Regions from separate parts of the Rattus norvegicus genome. Here region 1 is linked to region 2. Evidence: chromatin contacts called from public Hi-C data. All regions are on one chromosome and are shown on one strand. Each heading gives the region's core, a stretch centred on a gene start, on an enhancer-like site or on the middle of the called end of the contact. The rest is flanking DNA. Distances are from core to core; before and after follow the strand shown. Region 1 overlaps Spire1 (spire-type actin nucleation factor 1). Region 2 holds the start of Prelid3a (PRELI domain containing 3A).

Region 1 (5,900 bases), core at 2,863-5,362, 34 kb before region 2:
TAACTCAGCACAAGAAGCTCGGACTTTAACTCTGTTAGTGAATATGGATAAATTATTACCCAAATACACAGCTGGATATGGTGGTGCACACCTGTAATTCTGACCCTTGGGAAGCTGAGACAGTGAAGGTCAGAAGGTCAGGGTCACCCTTGGCTACAGCCTCCAAGGTTCCATGAGACCCTGTCTCTCGGGGGATGGGGGGTCAGCATAAAGGAGTTCGATCTCATACTAAGCGATGCCAAGACCTGCAGCCACATGCAGTGCAGACAAAAACTGTCTGTGATGAAGGTGAACTGTGGTGTGAGCCGGGTCAGATTGTGAGCTCTCTGTGGAGAAGGAAAGAAAACAAAGAAACCTGCTGGGAGTCACCGAGAAGGGTCTTGCGAACAGGCAGTGGGAAAGGAGCCCTGGGCCACACAGATAGTGCAGGTTAAAGGGCAGGGAAGGAGGTCATGCTGGGGGCAGCTCCCTCAAGTGCACAGGGGCCCCAGATGAGAGAAAGAAAGCCTCCTCCACATAATGGCTTTTCTCACTAATAACTCCTCACTAGTAGCTTGGTGAGTTTATGAAAATCACTGACAGTGAAGTTCTTACAGGATGTCCTGGGAAACTCTCGCTGTACTCTGCAGTGCAGTTAGGAATAGTTTCCCTTTCGTCCCTTCAACTGAAAATGTCAGGATGCTATTGCAGTTAATACATTTTATTATGTTTAAATGCTCTTTTATTATTTGGTGAAATTACTGATACTGATTGCCCATTCAAGTGAAAAGCAGTTGCCTTTAAGGACCTGCTCAGGCACAGCAGCTGGGCCTGTGGGCACAGAACCCAGGCACTCTGCCCTGCCCTGCATCTCAGCCAGCCTCTTTTGGGAGAATCAGTGCTCACAGACCACCAAGTTAGAACAGCCATCAGTGTCTCTGCTGTGTGACCCCGGGGCATGGCTTACTGCTGATCCTGACGGTGAGAATGAGTGGGATGTCTCGTGGACCATTGCCATCCTCATGGTTTCTGTTGTGCTTTGTTTTGTTTTTCTTTCACGGTCTGTAATTGCTGTTTGCAGGTCACTTGTTCAGCATTTTCTCCTTTTCTTTTCCCTGCTGTTTTCTTTCTCCCTCCATTGTTCAGGTTCCTAGGATAACCAGTGTATGGCCAAGGACGCCTTTCCGACCACTTTTCTCTGCCATACAAACAGCTTCTCTGCTGAGCTCTCATCCTTTTGAAGCAGCCATGTTTGGGGTAGCAGGGGCTATGTATTATCTGTTTGAGAGAGCTTTTACCAGCAGGTGGAAACCCTCAAAGGTTGGCCTCTTTCTGCTGGTTCTGGGAATTCCTTTACTCTCTGTCTGACAGTGACACCTCAGCTACTACACTCTGCAAGAATTAACAGCTCAGATGGGCACTCTGCTTTTGATTGCTGATTCCAATCTTGTATAGGACGCATAGATCATGCTGTGATCTCATTGGAGAAGAAAATAGCTGAAAGGACAACAAACTCAAAATGCAGCATCAGCTAGAGAGCCTGTGGGTGTTAGTCTCTGGGAATGGCTCCCTGTCAGCAGGGCATTGCTTCCTCCTGACTCATGCTCTCCCACCAGTGGAGTTTTGGGAAGGGTTTATTCACTCGCCCAGCTGGCAAACCAGCCCCTTGCTAGCCAAACAGCCATGATGGACAGCCTGCCACACCTATAGAGGTGTGTCCCTGGCATTTCCTCTACACTTCATCATCAGCTCTGTGGCCCAATACCCCACCCCTCTCGGAGTGCTGCTTCTCCAGAGAGAAGTGAGTTGTCTTTTTACTGATAGTTATTCAAAACATTTTTTATTATTTCTCATTACTTTTGGGGGATTTTTCTCCTCACAGAATAATAAATGTCACTATCATTTGAATGTTTACAAAAAAAACAAAAAACACATTAAAATCCCCCACTCATTCCCCAGTGTAGAGAGCAGCCAGGACCTGGCTCTTCAAGGATCTATGTTATAGAACAAACTCTGGACAGATGACTCATTCTTTACTCATTGTTATTCATCTGAATATAAAACACATGGGGCACAGAGAGCCTGATCCTATATTTATCATTTGTCATGAAATCTCTATGTCCTGTCTTCTGTCCAACACTCCCCACCTAATTTTAGATTAGCTCCATAGACAAAATGGGTGGCTCTCTTAATTCCTCTTACAGCCACAGGTTGACATTTTTACTATGAACACCCTCAAACAGAAATATCTACATGCGGTCCATAGACTGTTTTAAGGAAAAAACAAATTCACTTTGAGTTTTAAAATTGGATTTGAAGAAGTGGTTAAGTATATGTCAAATTTTCTATTTAAATTGACTTCCCTTTCGATGGTTCTTAACTGATGGTTTTACAGCTGGTGTATGGAGCTTCTTTCTAACGGAAGCCATCATATGAAAGATGTCTGTTTGAAGCCCGCACGGCGCGCAGCAGGTTAAGGCGTCTGTTACCTGCCGAGCCTGCCAGCCTGAACTCAGTCCCCACGACCCACATGGTGGAAAAGAGAACCACAGTGATCAGTCCACACCTCACTGTTATATATATGTCCCACGCCTAGCATGTGATAGATAGATAGATAGATAGATAGATAGATAGATAGATAGATAGATAGGAGGTAGATCTAGCTCATTTCTCTGTGGCCCAGTCACTAATAATCAGTTTCACTTTCTGCTCTCTGGTTTCTGTGCTGCCTCATTCTGACTCCATTTGTCTAAGAGTTAACCAGAATATTCAGTAAAGCTCAACTTGTAAATAAGCTATGACATAACTGCCCCACTGCCAACGCCTTTGCTGCTTTCCCCACACTTTGAGTTACTTTGGGACATAGAGCTCCAAGGGTGATGGTGTCAGGCTGGCTGGCATAACCCAACCCACTGAACCCACAGCAGGAGACGTACAGGGTCATGGTGGACAAGGTACTCTCTTAAATGTTCTTGTCAATTGGAAAAATAATTGAAACTATTCTAGTTAATTTATCTTTTTATTTCGTGTTGCATTGAAGTCTTGTTGTCCTTGGGCAAGCTCCAGATTTAACATTAGCATTTGACCTGATGGAAATCATTTTATTAAAGGATGGTATGAGTGAAATTTTTAAAAAGAGTAAGGAAATACACAAACTTCATGATCTCTTACAATGCTGTACAGATTTAAAATGGTTCAGAGCTGAAAGTTGAGGGTGCACTTGACAAAGGACAAAAGTCTTGTGACTTAGACTGCAGAGAAGGAAGGAGCAAGCCGTCAGCTTGTTCCGTGGAAGTCTGTCCCCAAGTTAAAACACTCAGCAGCCAGGGACCTACAGGGCACAGGGGTCTGAGTGCCTCCTTAGGTTAGACTAGGTTGGTTGGTTGGGTGGTTGGTTGGTTGGCTGGTTAGATCAGTACAGTATTTTGGTGCAGCTTAGCAGTTTGGTCATAGTTAGCTGTCAGCCACCTTTTATTAAATACTGGTGGGAAAACTTCTACAAAAGCTAAAGCTGAAAACTCCTGTGAGCGTGTTCAGCCAACACTGCTTATTTACTAGCCCGCTTAGATGATCTAACTTAGAGGTGTCTAAGTTGTCCTTTGACATAGCTCTGTTCAGTGGGTTAAACAAACACATATATAAATTGAGCATACTGCTTAACTGTCATCTCTGAAAGCTGTTCCCACTAAATGGGAAACTGTGAGATGGGCAGCTCTTTTTTGAATGCCCATTGTTGGCATCGTAAAGTAAATGACACAGTCTTCTTCAGCTGGCCCCCAGCTACGAGAAGCCCTCCTAACAACTCAACAGCGTAGTGATTCTTTCCAAAGCAAGCATAGCCTTCCCTAAGTTAGCTCAATCGGATTCTGTATTGAACTGAAACAAGTTAGCCAGACTACTGTTTTTTTTTTTTTTAGTAAATGCTAATGTTTTTCAAGTTTGCAACCTAGATTTATGTTTGTCTCTCTGATTGAAAGACAGAACTGAATGCTAACACTCCATAAACTGACTGCCCTCGTGGTCATGTGCTTTCTCATTTGGCTTGTTTGGTTCCAGAATGCCTGGGAGCAGTGCTGTGGTGTGTGGGAGTGAATTGTAATGTGTGTGCTGAGAACATTGAGTTTCAGTGTCAATACACCACAATGGCCCCTTGAAGCCTGGCAGGGCCTGAGTGCACAGGGCTGTTCTGTCTTTCTCTTAGATCCACCAATCAGCAGCGCCGGATGGAGAACGGATGGTTCGAGGCTCTTATTCAGTGGATCAGTTACATCAACATTTTTCACAGCTGTTTGTAAGGAAGCCATTAACATAAGAACCCAACATAAATATTTATCACGAAAGGCTCTGTCTCCATCTGTGCTGACTGTGCATTCAGCAGCGTTGAAAAGACCTGGGGCAACGAGAGAGATGGGCTTCTGGAGTGAGCTGTCCTGCCTCCCGCTTCCTGTTACAATTCCACTCAAGCCTTCAGGGATTTTTGAAAGTGTGCTGATGTAACTGATCACTCAGTAATGCTTGTCCATATAAAGTACTAACCACCTTCGCTTGGCTACTCTGGGTACCACAAACAAAATCCTGCAGTTTTGAAAACAGGACCAAACTTGTGAATTTGCTGCATTTCTAATAAGAGTATAACTCACAGCACATTTGCATAATCTTCTGTGACACAAAACTGGTTTAGCATAACAATGCTTTCTCAAGTTCTCAGCTCTGCTGGAGGCAAAATACCTGCCTTAATGTGAGGAACTGGTTTATTAGAAAGTGCTACAGTGTTTCACTCTGCCAAGGTCCTGTTCTCTACCATGGGCTTAGGAGTGATGTGGTCCCCAGAGGGAGCCAGCTCTGTCCCAGTGATCATGGGAATCCTGTTCTCTGGAGCTACTAACCAGGTGTCTGATTTGAAGGGAGCACGGCAGCCCTAGAGCAGAGCGGGTGCGCCTTGCTCACGAGGAACTTTGAATTGCAGGAGGAATTCTGCTACCCAGTGGAATGCCTCGCTCTCACTGTGGAGGAAGTGATGCACATTCGTCAGGTCCTGGTGAAAGCGGAGCTGGAAAAGTACCAACAGTATAAGGATGTCTACACTGCCCTGAAAAAAGGAAAGGTAGAACTGTTTAACGTTGATTGACCTGTATGAGAATGGCCAGTCCCAGGCATGGTCTTCTGTAAGAGGCCTGTGTGCTTAGACAGGTGGTACAGGATTTTAGGGGTCTTAGAGGTGAGGTATTTATATTCTAGGCTGATCCCTGTTCTTCCTCACTTACAAGATGGGATTTTTGTTTTTCCTTGGCAAAATTAGTGGAAGTTTAAAAACCACCCTAAAAGATAATAGTATGGCTTCCTAAGGCCATGTGCACTAGAGTTGTAATTTTAAAGGATCAGGAGGGGCTGGAGAGATGGCTCAGTGGTTATGAGCACTGACTGCTCTTCCAAAGGTCCTGAGTTCAAATCCCAGCAACCACATGGTGGCTCACAACCATCTGTAATGAGATCTGATGCCCCCTTCTGGTGTGTCTGAAGATAGCGACAGTGTACTCATATACATAAAATAAATCTTTTAAAAAGTAATAAAATAAAGTATCAGGAAAGAAAACATGCCTGAGAAGCAGAAGTTAGTTACTTTTCCTCAGAATTGATCCTGTGACCACGGGATGCTTGAGCACTGTGACCTTTCATGACCAAACCAAGCATAAAGCCCAGGTTTGTGTTCCTCACCCTCATCTTTCTGCAAATGTACCTGGACCATCCCTAGATGACCAGGAAGTGGCTCCATCCCAGGAGCCTGCAAGCAGTGGCCCCACCTCTCTTCTCCTTTAACTTTGTATTTTTTAGCTCTGCTTCTGTTGCCGAACCCGGAGGTTTTCCTTCTTCACCTGGTCCTACACCTGTCAGTTCTGTAAGAGGTAAGGGTTCTGTCACTG
Region 2 (6,029 bases), core at 1,746-4,245:
ATTTACATTACAAATCATAACAGTAGCAAAACTAGTTAGGAAGCAGCAATGAAAAGAATTTTATGGTTGGCGGTCACCACAACACGAGGAACTATATTAAAGGGTTGCAGGATTGGAAGGTTCAAAGCCACTGTATAGAAAAGCTCTTGCAAACATACTCAGAGGCGTGCCTTACCAATCTCCGGGTGTCTCTCAATCCAAGATAACCGTATTGGCCATCACAGGCCGTAAGTACAGAACAAGCACATGTGTCCTTTCATAAGATAGGGCAAATTATCGCATTCATAAGGTAGGTTATACGGCTAGTGTAATCAAGGTATATGTACATCAACTTATATCCATATGTATCAGCTTAGAGCTCAAAAACACACATGATTGGAGGAAAAAGAAACTGCCAAAGACCCTTGCGGGATGATGTCGGTGATCCCTATTTGGGAAAAACAAACCACATTATGCGGATTTACACATAGGCATACACGTATGTGATGGCGTGGATGCTGGCATGTTTACATGTGTCAGCATGTTTTCGACATTTGCCATCTCAGTTGCCTTTGTTGAAAAGAAAAAGAAGAGATAAAACTGAGAAGGTAAAGTGGACATTTTCTGCCTCTCTGGAAGGTTACTTCTTTCCCAGCTCCTCACTAGAAAGCAAGCTAGCTGTAGGTTTTTCTCAAAGCCCCACTACCATGAGTGGGTGCTGATGGCCTGCCAGAGTCTACTGCTGCCCTTATTCTGGAGGGGCATGTGGTCTTCCTGTGAGCTTCTCCCCGTGAGCAGTGCCAGGGTCAGGCACTGGCAGGGGACCTGGGTCATAAAACAAAGAACCAACACATGCTAGCTACCATATGGGTGAGCCTCAAAAATGATGATGATGATGACGACGACGACGACGACGACGACAATGCTTATCACAAGACACCAGACACAGGAAAGCACTTATGATGTTGACTATTTATATAAAATATCCAGGAGATAAATCTACAGGAACAGATCAGTGGTTCCTCGGGGCAGGAATGGGGAGGGAGTACATCTCCCACATAAAGTTCAGTATATCTTTAGACGATAACAGGAATGTTCTAAAACTGGACCACCACAGTGATGGCTGCACAATCTGCAAAAAACTAAAAATGACAAAAACCAATTTCTGTAACTGTACTAAAAATTAGTCAACTATATAATATATTTAAAGTTTTTCTCATGTTCTCTTTCACATGTATGAGGGTGAGTGCTGTGCGTGGGGTGTGCGTGCCTGTGGAGGCCGGAGACCGATGCAGAGATCCTCTTACCCCTTTTCACTGAGGCAGGGCAGTCCTGCCAGCTAGCTTGCTCCAGGCATCCCCATCTCCATCTAACCAAGCTAGACTCACAGGCCGGCCTCTCCAATCACTGAGTTGCCTGAGTTCTGGAGATCTGAACTACAGCCCTCACGCACTCATGGCAAAGACTAGCCAGTGAGCCATCTCCCCAGCCCAGAACTGTAGAATACACTTTTAAGTGGATGACTTGAGGCCAACAAGATGGATCGGCTGCTAAAGATGTCTGCTGTCAAACCTCGAAATCTCAGTGGGATCTCCTGATCCACAAGGTAGGAGCTGAGAACCGAATCCCCCATGTTATCTTGACCGCAGCTTGCGCTTGAGTGCATGCACATGCGCGCACACACACACACACACACACACACACACACACACACACACACACACTAATTAATTAAATGTAATTTTAAAATTATTAAAAAGAGCCAACCTTAGTGTCACATGTATTTAATCCCAGCACTGGGGAGGCAGAGGCAAGCAGATCTATGTGAGCTCGGGGCCCTCCTGGTCTAAGTCCACACAGTGAAACCCTATCTCAAAAAAAGAAAAATAATCTCCCCCAAACACACACACATTAAAATGAGTGGTAACACATTACAGATTACAAAATGTAAATAATAATGATTAAAAAAAAAAAAGAACGGACGCTGCAAAAATGGTCAAAATTGTCAACAGTGATTTTCCAGTGGCAGTCAACATTTCAGGACCCTTAGGGTAACTCTCAGCCGGCCCAAGTCAATACTCTTGGCATCTCAGCATTTGATGACTTTCTACCCGTCTCTGCTTCTGGCCCGTACAAATCATGTCTGAATCTTGGGGAAACCTTCAGAAAGCCTGCCAACTTTTCCAAAAATCTACATACCACCTGTCTAAGGTTCCATATTTAAAAGGGATTTTTTTCTAAAGGCGGATGCTATAGTTCAATGATGGAACACTTTTCTAGCAAGCTCGAAACACTGGGTCGGGGCCCAGCACCATCGAAAAATAAAAATAAAGAAGCCAGGAGTTCTGAAGCCAGGTGGTCAATTTTTATTAGAAATTTTACACTTTAAAGGACAATGGACGACAGTTCTGTTTCATGCAGTCTCTTCACGTCCACCCTCGCTCGGAACGAAAAGCTTCTCTAATCGGGATCAGAAAGTCTCAAAAATCCTTTGAAAAGATATCAAAACACTCCATGACACGGTGGAAGGCGCCCCAAGGGTCGGGGGAGCACTCGAGGCAGTTCGCAGTCTCCCTGGTGGGGGCTTAGAGGCGTCCGTGTGCACAACGTATTCAGGACCAAACGCCCCAAATGCCTTCCTCATGTCTAGATTTCTCGGGGGAACCTAAGCCCCTAGGGCACCGTGGGTGACACCCGCTGCAAGGGGAGCTGGCCGTAGGCCGCTGCCCTACTCCGGATGGATCGCGACGACCCCGCGCAGCTCGCAGTCGGTACAAACCGGCTGAGGATGAGGAGGCCTCCCCACGCACCTGACACCCGGCTCCTCGCCCCGGCAGGACCCCGGCCCCGGAGCCGCTGCGGGTCCCGGCTCCCCGCCCCTCCCCGAGGCCGCACGGCTATGGCCACGTCCGCGCATTTCCCAGCGCAGCCCTCGGATGGCTCACCCGAACACGTGCTCCGAGCTCCAGATCTTCATCGCCGCAGCCGCAGGCCCAGGGCGCGAGTTCGGCGCTCTGCGGGATGCTGCGCGGCGCCGTGGGGGCGGGGCGCCCGCTGTACCGCCTCCCCCGTCACGTGGTCCGGACTGCGGCGGCTAAAAATAGGGAAGTGGGAGGCGAGTGGTACCCAGAGCGGCGCTGCCGCAGGGACATTCGCGAGTGCGCAGCCACAAACCGCAGCTCTGGGTTCTTTGACGCTGTCCAAATCACGGCCCTGCCCTTTCCAACCACACGCGAACGTCGTGGACAAACTAGAATTGCCAATTCAAAATAAAGTCTGGGTATTGAATAAGCTTAACACCCCAATCCTATCAAAGCCCGTCACAGGCAACCTACTAGAGAGGCTACAAAGACGGAGCTCTCCTGCTAAGAAACAGAAGTAGCCAGTTCTGCGAACGCTTTTTACGTGAACAATATATTATGGGGCTGCCCCAAAAGGGTTGGGGACAAAAAGAGACTTCGTCCTAAAGTTATTAGTAACTGGAGCACTGCTCCAGAGGAACTAATTACATTTATCCTGGAGACACAAAACAGTTCTCGCCTCGAGGGGAGTAAGACCCAGTTTATTTTTGAGCCAAATATGAGTGATCATGATTCAGGAACAAGGATTGAGGTTTCCCTGAAAGGCATGACCCACAGCGGATGTGGTTACTTATGTGAGCCTGAATTAGTTTCAGAACAAAGAAAATCACAAATCGTGGCATTTACCAAGTCAGCAGGGACCAGGGCAACTAGGGAACTCTAGGCCCGTAGGGCTATAGGCCTCAGATGTTAACATTCTTAGCATTTGGATTGGTAAAAAGTCAGTGTAGGGGTTGGGGATTTAGCTCAGTGGTAGAGCACTTGCCTAGCAAGCGCAAGGCCCTGGGTTCGGTCCCCAGCTCCGAAAAAAAGAAAAAAAAAAGTCAGTGTAAAGGTTCTGATAGGCAAGGATATTTGGTCAGATACACGGGTATGCAATGAATTGTCTTCAGAGGGACTGAAAACCAGGCTGCTGGGTGGGTATGGCAGCCCAGTTCACTGGAGGTAGATATGGAATCTAGCAAACAAGATGGCTAGCTAGACTAAGAAGCTACAGTTTAGCAAGAGATTACATACATGCATGCATACATATATACATACATGCCGACACACGCACCATGTGCCCACACACATGCAAATAGGAGCATAAACATCACACACAAACACAAACGAAAAAGAAAAATTTAAAAAGGACTAAAAATCGCTCTAGATAATTTGGCTCTAATCGGCAACATTTTAACTCTCCGTAAGCACTAAGTTCAGTCAGTCCGCCTTGGAGTCTTTAACAAGGTGTGGCTTTTCTTTTCCCTGGGAACTTCAGAAAAATAGATTGATCATAAATTAGGCTGGCAGGGTGGCTCGTGTTTATAATCCCAGCACTTAGTAGGGTAGAGAAAGACTAGGAGTGAGAGAGGCCAGGTTGGACTACATAGCAAGTGTTAAATACGAAGTAAGATGTGCCAGACGTGGTGTGGCCTGGTGTAAACTGAGCTTAGCAGGGCACACCTCACCTGGGACATCTTCAGCTATAGATGGAGTCTGCGGCCTGGACAGCACAAAATCTTGTCAAGACAAACAGAGGCAACAAACATGCAAAAAAAAAAAAAAAAAAAAAAAAAAAGAGAGTAAAAAGAGGTTGGGAATATATCTTAGCGGTGAAGCAACTGCCTAGAATGAGCAATACGCATGGCTTAATTCCCCGAATAGGAGACAAATATCAGAAATTCAGCACCTCTTTCGGACACGAGGTATACCTGCAAATTGAAATCTCGTGGTCTCCAAAGTCATCCTCTGATCCTAGGGAAAAGGAAGCTCTCTATCTTTGATGTCACCATTTCAAAGGGATGGCTTCAAAATCTTTGAGAAAGACTGGCCCTGGTGGGTTAAAACTGAAAGGGTTTTATTTAACTCCCTGCAAACGCGTGCATGCATTTCAAGAAGCGAAGGCCTCTGCTGCCAGGGGTGGCTGCTCACGCCGGTTATCCCTCAGATTCAGAGGCTTGGAAGATCATCGGGAGTCTAAGCTGAGACGGCCCTGGCCCTGAGCTGTGTGAGACCCTGGCTCAAAAGCAAACATTGGCTCAGTGGTTAAAAGCACTTTCTAAGGCTGGAGAGGTGGCTCAGTGGTTATGAGCACTGACTGCTCTTCCAGAAGTCCTGAGTTCAAATCCCAGCATCCACATGGTGGCTCACAACCATCTGTAGTGGAATCTGATGCCCTCTTCTGGTGCATCTTAAGACAGCTCCAGTGTACTCACATAAAAAAATAAATAAATCTTAGGAAGGTTTTAAAGTAAAGAAAGAAAAAAAGAAAAGAAAAGCACTTTATGTAAACCTTGAATTTGCTCCTCTGGTCTCACAGTGGACGGAGAGAACGAACTCCTGAAAGTTGTCCTCTGACCTCATGCCTACCACAGCAAACCTGCTCTCAGATAATCACAATTAAGATAAAAACCAAGCTGGGTGTGGTGGTGCACAGTCACATCTCAGTATTTTGGGGGAGGATCAGGAATTAAGTCAACCTAAGTTACATAGTGAGTTCAAGGCCAGCTTGAGATACAAGAGACCCTGACTCTAACGGCGAGGTGTGCGATTACAAGTTTTCTAAAATAAATCCCCTAAGAAAGATAAAATGGGGAGGTAGAGGTGGGAGAGGAAGGAGAAAAGGGAGAGTCTCCCCCTTCGTTGACAAGAGACATGGCCACTGGCTATGCATTATTTGATTAAACCAAGCTTAAGGTGTGGTTGTTTCTTCACGTTCATCTATTTAATCCTCAATTACCCCATTTTACAAAGGAAGTTTCAGGCCCGTTGGATTCTGGCCCACAAGCTCTATACCAGACTGCATCTCAGCGAGGACAGCAGGTGTGATCTTCCCCATTTACAACTACCAAGACCAGCGACTCCATCAGACAGAAAAGGGAAAACGTGGGTCCATCTCTTTCTTTTTGTTTTGTGGCAGAATCTCACTATTTGTGGCCTCAAACTAGCAATTCTTGGTCCTCTGCTCCCCGAGTGTTGGGATTATAG

Evidence for each region. Hi-C and Micro-C count contacts between places; a contact is called where the count stands out from the background.
Region 1: a Hi-C map of Schwann cells shows a contact between it and region 2, with 2.3 times the contacts expected there. The contact joins the enhancer-like site here to the promoter of Prelid3a in region 2. A contact is called at or near these places in 2 of 12 Hi-C or Micro-C datasets (the A7r5 cell line and Schwann cells) and 1 of 1 datasets of contacts at active chromatin or transcription factors (oligodendrocytes).

The regions. Positions count from the first base shown.
Region 1 is chr18:63,320,008-63,325,907 of GRCr8, reverse strand. Spire1 (spire-type actin nucleation factor 1) reads left to right here. Exons shown (of 16, transcript NM_001415684.1): 12 at 4,946-5,083; 13 at 5,812-5,882. Among named protein-coding and RNA genes, the nearest start is that of Prelid3a, 35 kb to the right of the region's middle. Within about 2 kb of position 4,112, at least 52 of the 93 cell types and tissues checked have an H3K27ac peak or open chromatin away from gene starts, as enhancers often do. A contact at or near this core is called in Schwann cells, where this site is marked.
Region 2 is chr18:63,284,603-63,290,631 of GRCr8, reverse strand. It overlaps Prelid3a (PRELI domain containing 3A), which reads right to left and starts at 2,995. Exons shown (of 7, transcript NM_001109570.1): 1 at 2,925-2,995. The coding sequence starts at 2,956.